Linked DNA regions of Athene noctua: region 2 is linked to region 1. A link is a contact called in public Hi-C data. All regions are on one chromosome and are shown on one strand. The core of a region is the stretch at or near the end of the contact, and the rest is flanking DNA. Distances in the headings are between cores, read along the strand shown. Region 1 holds the start of NDEL1 (nudE neurodevelopment protein 1 like 1). Region 2 holds the start of MYH10 (myosin heavy chain 10).

Region 1 (4,243 bases), core at 546-3,045:
TGTAAACTCGCCCAGAGCAACAAAGCTGGGCTGTGGGTGGGCGAGGACTGCTCTCCTCCTCCCTGGGAAAGAGAGAGCGATGTTAATGGGAAGTCGCTTCACTGAATTCTAACTCTAGTAACAGATTTCCTCTTGCGTCAGACACGTTCATGCTTTATGGTGTGTCTGCGGCAATTCGGGTCAGACTCATCAAACTGGGGGTCCGAGGCAGGGACTGTTCCTTTGGACATGTTTACAGAAAATACAGCAAGACTCGCTAAGCTGAGAGGGATAAAAACCTCAGAGAAAAATCCTCACAGAATTACTGAAAAATATTCGACAGAGACGCACCCTAGGCATCTGATCTATCAAGTATTTTATGAGAATGAAGGCAAATCATATATCCAGCTTCCTTGACAGTGACTGGGGATGGATGACAGAAAAATAAACACCACCTGGGACAAAGCCACCTACAAAGGAGGCACAGGGACGGTCAAGGGAGCAGCCGTGCTCCCCGATGACAGCCTGGCAAGTCACGGAACTTACTCTGCCGCATGTTTCTGCACACACACACAGGGTTTAGTCCCTTCGCGTTTGGAAACCGCTCTGAGGACGGAGCGAAGTCAAAAGCAGTTCGTCACCATCGCAGCCGTCCTGGCTCCCCCCTCCCCGGGGCAGCACAGGGAGCACAACCCACCGCGTGAAGCAAGTGTCCCCTGCTGTCACACGGCCCAGGCGGGGCTGCTCCAGCCCCGGGGAGGGCCAGACCTGGGGGCGAGTCGCCTCGCTCGCCACACTCCTGCAGACCGGACGGCAGCCGGAGCAGCTCAGGAGCTGGTCGGGCTCCGTCGGTGGAGCAGTTTTGCCTTAACGCACCCAAATTTCGCAATTTCGCGCTAACCCTTGCCACAGAAGCGCACCCCCGGGCTGCCTTCCCCCCCGCTTCAGCCACCCCGACCCGGGCTTGCTACAGCCCGACCCGCTCCCGCCGCCCGTCCCCGCGATGAGCCGTGACGAGGCGAAGCGAGACGCGACGGTGCAACAAGACGCGTTTCCTTCCTTCGGGCCCACAGCCCGGCACCGCCAGCGCCCACGGCAGCTCGGGGCCCAAAACGCGGAGTTTTAAGGCAAACCCGCGCTCCGCCGCCGAGCCTGCCCGCGGGAAGGCAGCTCCACGCCGGCCACGGCTCCCTCCCCCGCGCTCCCCTGGAAATACCTTTAAGAAGCGAGGGGAGGGGGGTGTCCCCCCGCAGGCCGCTGTTCCCAGGCGGACGCGGCGGGCCCCGGCGGGAAGGGCTGCCCGCACCCCGCGTACCCCCACGGCGCGCTGCCGGCCGCGGGCTGCCCGCCAGCCCCTCCGGAGGCCGCGGAACGGCGCGGGGGGGGGTACGGACGGACACACACCGGCACACGCAGGGCGGTGGCCGGGCGGGCAGGGCCGAGCCGGGCCGTCCAGTGACGGGCACTCGCTTCCGCCAATAGGAGGCGGCGGGGCTGCGCTGCCAGCCAACGGCGAGCGGGGGAGGGCGGGACCTGCCCCGTTGTCAATTTGCAGCCAATCGGCGGCGGGGTGCGGGGCCCGCGGCCTCCGGCACCGTCAGGGGCGCCCCCACCCCCCCGCGCGTCCCCCTCCCCGCGCCCCCGCCGCGCTGGGCCGGGCCGGCCGCCGCGGCGATCCCCGGCCTCGCGCCGCCACTCACCGGGGCGCATCCCCTGGCACGGCCGCAGCACCGCCCGCCGGCGCCGGCTCGGCCTCATCCGGGGACTCCGCGGGGCGGGGCCGCGCCCGGGAGGCACCGGGCGGGCGGGGGGCGGGGCAGCGCCGTCACGAGGGGGCGGGGCGAGGGGCGGGGCCCGCTGGGGCGGGGCCGGGCGGGGCTCGGCGGCCGCGGCCGCTCCGGGAAGCGCCGGTGCGCCCCGGGACCCCGCCGCGGCCCGGCGTGCGGGGCCCACAGCTGCTCGCCCGCAGCCCACCGGCCGCCCCGTCTCTCCCTTCTCCCTTCCCACCGCACCTGGGCGCTGCCCCCTCCTCCGCGGCTTTGCTCCCCGGTGCCCCCGGGCGGGGCGGACCCCGGCGCCGGCACCGCACTCGCGGGTCCCTGAACATCCACCGCTAAGGGCGAGCGGGGAGCGGGGGCCGGGCGGGCCGCTGAGCCGCCCTCCTGGCTCACCCCCATCCCTGCAGCCGCCGCCTTGTTCCCTGCGCGGCTTCTCTGCCCCCCAAAAGGAGGAAAACTCATTCTGAACCCGCCAGGGACCCCCCTGGCCCCGAGCCAAGCTTAGGGCAGCCGACAGCCCCCCGAGACAGTCCCCGTCCATCCCGGCTTTCTCATTCTCCCCTTCCCCAGCACAGCGTTGCCCCGCATCATTGCCCTCGTGTCCTCGGCACGTGCCCCCGCAGCCCCCCGAGGCCACGGGCAGGGGAGGGCAGGGTGCCACCGCGGTGCCTCTCATGGGACCTGCCCCGCAGCTGACCTCCCGGGTCCCCCACACTGACCTAATACTTAACGCTTTCTTTGCATGCTTAATTTCCTGCCCTCTGTAATTAGCTGGCCGGCCTGTCATTAGCATCAGGCGGTGCTGTTGGGATGCCCTCATGCTTCCCTTGCTGTGGGCCAACGCTGCCGGCAGCGTGTCACTGCAGTGGCCAAAACCGCGGCTGTGCCGGCTGCCCTCGTGGGGACAGTCTGTGTCCTTCGTGGGCCGTATATGGGCTTATCCAGGGCTGATGCTCTGGTACTTTTCTACATTTTCCCACGGTGGATGGTTCGGGTCGTTGCAGACAACCTAAGGATGGAGAGCACGCGCTGCTCCCTGCCCCCAGGCATCCAGCCAGTACCATGGATGTCCCCCGACAGTTATGCAGGACTTTTTCGGGTCACCCTGCGTCACCTGCATATTGCACAAGGCCACAAACAAAGCTCCGCAGCGTCAGCACTGAGCCCAGGACGTGCAGCAGAGCGTGGCTCCAAGCCGCACGCTGCACCTGAATTAGAGGCTGCGAGGGGTGGGGAAGCCACAGCGTCCTGTGAGAAGTCATCCTGATGGCAAGTTGCCCTTGGAGCTGTCTCATCTGAAGTGAAGCCTTATTCCCAGTATTTGTGCACCTTCCACTGTATCCCCTGTGCCTGGCTGCACCCAGCTGATGCAGGTGATGATCACAGCCCTGGTCACCCTTTCCGCTTCCCACCTTCTCACTCCATCTGACTCTGTCTTTGGCTCCCTGAAACCCTCACTTGGAGGGCAGAGTGAGAGATTGAGGCAGCTGTGCAGAGGCTGGAGACCTGGCTGGGAGAATAACTCCTTTTTCAGCATCCAACCCTGTGCTGCTCTGAGCCAGGAGCAGCCAGAACCAGCAGTGCTGAGTGCAGGCACAGCCCAGCTCTAGTCGGGTGCCCACCATCATGGTCTGGAGCAGATTGGGTGCCCATTCTTATGCTCTGGAGCAGGTTGGGTGCCAGCATCCCAGTCTGGAGCAGACTGGGTGTCCAGTTTTCTCACTGCACTGCAGAAGCCGTGAGGAAAGGCCATGTTCTGTTTGTATCGTGCATCCCACATGGTCCTGGTGCATTTTTTCCCCTCACTCTTCAATTACGGAACAGCCATGCCCAGGGGACAAAAGTGTAGTGCAGTCAAGGTACAAACGAGACCTCGCTGAGGAGTTGCAGTGGTGCGAGGGCTCTCTGCACATCTGTCTGCACCTCTGGACATCTGTCCGCAGGAGGGGGGGATCACTGCCACTCCTGGCTCTGGTCTGTGTACCAGCACAGATGCCTGGTGGTACCTTGCTGTGCCAGATAACCCAAGCACGGATCTGTAACGTCACTACAGTCATCACAGAGATCACGACTTGTGAGAGGTGCTGGAAATGAACTCTGTGTGTGTGTGGAGGGAGTGTCTCCTTTATAAAAGTGCCAAGGGTGTATCTACACAACCCTAACTAAATTTCCCCAGGGGCATCTGTGGAGTGGCACACACCTGGTCTCTTTTCTCTCTGGTGGGATCCTTTAAACCTCAACCTGAGCTCTCCAGTCCCTCTTTCTGAGCTGGTTGCTTAGGTTAAAGAAATACCCTTTGCCTCTCCCTGTACCCGGTGGTATCACTGTCCCAGCCAGCTGCCGACATTGATGCAGCATCTCTAGGACTAGGGATGGATGTCACCGGCTCCATCAAAGCCGCCTTTACCAACTGCCTCCGTCCCAGCCCAGCGGGGTTTTGCCTCCACCGACAAGTCATAGTGCTGGTGGGGGCTGTATTTCCCAAG
Region 2 (4,088 bases), core at 1,385-3,884, 130 kb before region 1:
GATAAATATAATTGTGTGATAAAAATAATAACTCAGTGCTATAATCCTGACACACTCCACGTGGCATCTACAGGATCCTCAAAGATTTTCCATGGAAATAATTTCCTAAATGAAACTAAACTCTTCAAACTCTTTGTCTTTAGAATAATGTTTTCTGTGTGATGTTTTAATTTTCTTTTAAAAGGCACTGTATGCCTAAAAAAGGAAGTTTTGTGACTGAAGCCTGAAGCAGCGTGACGTGAAGGTGCTGACCCGGAGCGTGAGGGCGTTGAGGTGTGGGTGCTGCACCATCCCGAGGCCTCAGCTGCCCCGAGGGGTGACCGTAACCGGTGCATGATGCTGCTCCTTGAACGTGCGGTTTTTCCAAAGGGAGCAAAATGTTCATCGGGCTGCTCCGTTGCAAAGCCCTGGTGCTGCCGAGGAGCTGGCATTGCTCTGTGAATGCTGGCTCAGTATCTCGTAAAGACCTGATGGCTGAGCAAGGAAGAATTATAAATGCTGGGACATGCGGCATGCTGGATGCCTATATTTAAGTAATCCGAAATCTGCGCGGTGTTGGCCTCACTCTGCTGTCTACGGCTGCTCTGGATGGCTCGCCACACAGCTCAGCCATCCCGGCCCCGGGAGTGGCAGTCCTTGCAAAGTGAAAAACAGCTGGGGAGTAACCAGTTCAGCCTTTCGGCTTTCATCTACCTGCGTTTGCGAGTCAACACCCTTATTTTTCAGTGAAACAGGATGTACGAGACCTCCCACTGAAATGGTAATTAAGAGGGAGACTTTCATATAAATCCAAGTGCCAGGAGTTGCGCATGAACTGATTTGTGTGCAAAGATGAGCAGAGGTGACCGAATGATTTCCAGCTCCATGCCAGGAGCCAGATTCCCCATGGTTTGCCTTGTTGCCTCCCTTTTTGAACTGAACAACCCATCCAAAAATGCCAAGTTCTATTGAAATGGCAGGTGCTGTTTTGAAACATTTCCATTCGTGCAGGTAGTTTGCAGAAGCTCCTGCTTCCTAAGCACAGGGGAAAGGGGAGACATGCTTACTCCTGTGGCCAGGCACTGCCTGACCCCGCCAGCCCTTCCCAGGTTCCTCTGCTGCAGCTTTGCACGGTGCCAGGCTCAATCTCCTTCCTCCCACTTCTCTCTGCTCCTCACCCCACTCACAGTCTTGGTCAGAAGGATCTGACACAAATTCCTTTCACCAAAATAGCTCAAATTCCAGAGCCGCTCGCATTTGCTTTTAGTCTGGGTGTAGAAATGAAACCTGCAGCTCAGGCGATGGGAACCCTTGATGCTCCTGGTTACCCACTCGCATGCAGGGCCGGAGCGAGCCATGGCTGTGGTGAAAGGTTCTGCCCATTCCCTGGAGGCTGAATGCACCACGTGTGATCCTTGAGAAGCTTTCTGAGCCAGGGAGAGAAACATGGAAAAATTTAGAAAAAAACCATGGAAGGCCATCATGGTGTTGAAGCTCTCCATCTGGAAAGCAGCAACGCCGGAATGTGTGGGCCAGCAGGCCCCTGAGGCGCTACACCCAAAACCCACCCAGCACTGATTTTCAAAATCCACGTGAGACCAGGAGAACCTCAGACATGCCACAAATGCCTTTTTTTCCTATGCTGAAGCCTCTTGCCTACTCACCTGATTCAGAAGAGGTGCCGGCAAATGGGTGAAGGCTCCAGAAAGCCTCAGGATTATGTTTAAGGAAAGGGAAAAACATGGATGGGAGCACGAGCTCGGCTGGGCGGCCTGGGGCAGAGGAGGCCGGGGCTGCTCTGTGGCGGCTGAACACCCGAGAGCAGGAGCGGGCTCTGCCGAGGGGCTGCACTGCCAGCACCCCGACACTCACCGCATCCGGGGGCCGGGAGACACGTCAGACTTGCAGTGAGGGTTGGGTTTTTATTTTTAATCCATCAGGGTAACTACTCCCGGGAGCAATTACCGAGGGCTGCGGCAGAGGTTCTAGAACCGGAACTTTGGAATTCGCGCCCCGGTGCTTTTCTGCCGGAGCGCCATCCCGCCCGGGGCCCGGAAAGCGGGGGCTGCCACCTCAGACGGGCACCGCTGAGGAGAGCGTGAGGCGGCCCGCAGCACGGCGGGAGGGCTAACCGTTACCGGGGGACGGGCTTCCCCGCTATCTCTCACGTCGGTGGAAGCCGGCGCGGGGACCGGGCCCTGAAAGAACCTTCATCGACCCAAAATACGGGGGGGGGGGGAGTGTGGGTGGGTGAGGGGGAAGCGCGCGCCCGCCCCGCGCTGCAGCACCGCGCGCGCCCCCCGCTGCAGCGCCGGGCACGCGCCGCGCCCCCCGCCAGGCGTGCTGCAGCGCGGGGCGGAGCCCGCCCCGACAGGCGTGGCGGGAGCCCAGTGAGAGGAGCGCTGTGGGCCGACGGGCGGGCGGAGCTCGCCAATGAAAGCTGAGGGGGCGGGGCGAAACGAGGAGGCGGGGTCTGGAGGGTAGCGTGTGGAGGTTGCTATGGCCGTGGCTGGAGAGCGGCCGCGCCGGCGGCCAATGGGAGAGCGCAGGGCGGCGGACGGACGTGGCCGTCGCCCAATGGGAGGCCGGCGGCCGGCGGCGGCAGCGGCGGGGGCGGGGCCGGCGGCGGCGAGCGGGGGGCGGAGGGCTCGGTGTGGCGCTAAAGGAGCGCGGCGGGCGGGGGGTGGAGCGGTGCGAGTGCTGAGGAGCCGGCGGGCGGCGCGAGCTCCGGGGCACGGCGGCGGCCGGGCGCGACACAGGTGAGGCGGCGGCGGCGGCCCCTGGGTCCCCGGGGCGAGCGCGGCGGGGGGCGGGCTCGCCGGGGGCGCGCGGCCGGGCCCGCCCGGGGTGGGGGTGGGGCGGGGGCGGCGGGCCCGGCACACAAAGACCCCCTTGTGTGGGCCGCGCCGCCCGGCCCGCCCGCCCGCGCCGTCGCATCCTCCCGCCCACCGCACCCCACCCCCCTCCGCCGCATCGCCGCCGCTCCCGCTGCAGCGGTGAGGGGAAGGTGGCCATTTTCTGCCTTTCCCGCAGCCTTCGCGCGGGCGGGGCGGCGGCTGGGCGGGGGGCGCGGGGCTGGGGCCGGGCTGCGGCGGGGAGGGGGCCGCTCCCGGGCCCCGCCGGGCCGAGCGGTCCCGGCCGCCTCCTTTGTCCTTTGGGGCGGTGGCGGGGCCTGCGGCCCTGCGCGGGGGGCTCCGCAGCAGGAGGGCGGCGGGCATCGGTCCTCGGCGCCCGGGGGCGGTGTGGCTTCTGCGGCTCGGGCTGCCCCTGTCCTTGAAAATGCCCGGGCTGCGCTGAGGGATGCCACTCCCCATCTCCGCCGGTGCTCCCACACCCCCCTTTTGTTTAGCGGAGCAGAACATGTATGTGTAGGGTGTCTTTTATTTTTTTTTTTTTTTTCGCTAGTCGTCTTTTGGAAGCGCTGGATTCCTGCATGATAAATGTGCTCATTTGAGTATTTCATTTGAATACCATTGTTAACGGAGGAGCCTTGGGTAGAGTAAGCTGCAACTTGCTTTGCTTCTTCAGAGGGTCTTTTGTGATGGGCTCTGTGGAATTAAAGGCCAAAGTGGAAAAATGACCCTGTCTGTGATCCTCCGATGTTAGGTATATTCCTCAGGGGCTGGTGTAAAGTCAGTCCACACATTCATTTCAGTCTTCAGCCTTTAATTCAGCTGGGGAGCAATAATGATTAATTTTGTCATACAAGTTCTATTTGACCTTTAAGTTTCATTGCATCTCAGCGTACAAAACTCAGACTGAGATTATCATAAATGCGTTTGGCTATCGTACCTGGGCAGGGAGCTTTCAGAGACTTGACACCAAATTTGCAGACGAGGGCGGCAATGGTGTTTCAGGTCTTTGTTGGAACTTCAGCTGTAGTCGAGCACAGTGGAGACAAACAGCTATCTAAATCAGGGGTTGGAAGCTCAAATATTAAATCTGTGAGCTTCTTGAGCCAAATGTAGCATTCCTTGACTAATAGTTTCACTTTCCTGGCTGAGGAGTCCAGCTATCACTTAAGGTGTCTCCTCAACGATTCCCTCTTCATTGATTTTTTTTTTTTTTTTTTTTTTTTTTCTCTCGGAGGTTCTTCTAAAATACTCTAA

Evidence for each region. Hi-C and Micro-C count contacts between places; a contact is called where the count stands out from the background.
Region 2: a contact with region 1 is called in a Hi-C map of heart, with 2.9 times the contacts expected there. The contact joins the promoter of MYH10 here to the promoter of NDEL1 in region 1. A contact is called at or near these places in 2 of 2 Hi-C or Micro-C datasets (heart and liver).

What each region holds. Positions count from the first base shown.
Region 1 is chr18:2,353,048-2,357,290 of bAthNoc1.hap1.1, reverse strand. It overlaps NDEL1 (nudE neurodevelopment protein 1 like 1), which reads right to left and starts at 1,795. Exons shown (of 9, transcript XM_074921739.1): 1 at 1,680-1,795.
Region 2 is chr18:2,487,417-2,491,504 of bAthNoc1.hap1.1, reverse strand. It overlaps MYH10 (myosin heavy chain 10), which reads left to right and starts at 2,634. Exons shown (of 41, transcript XM_074922326.1): 1 at 2,634-2,738.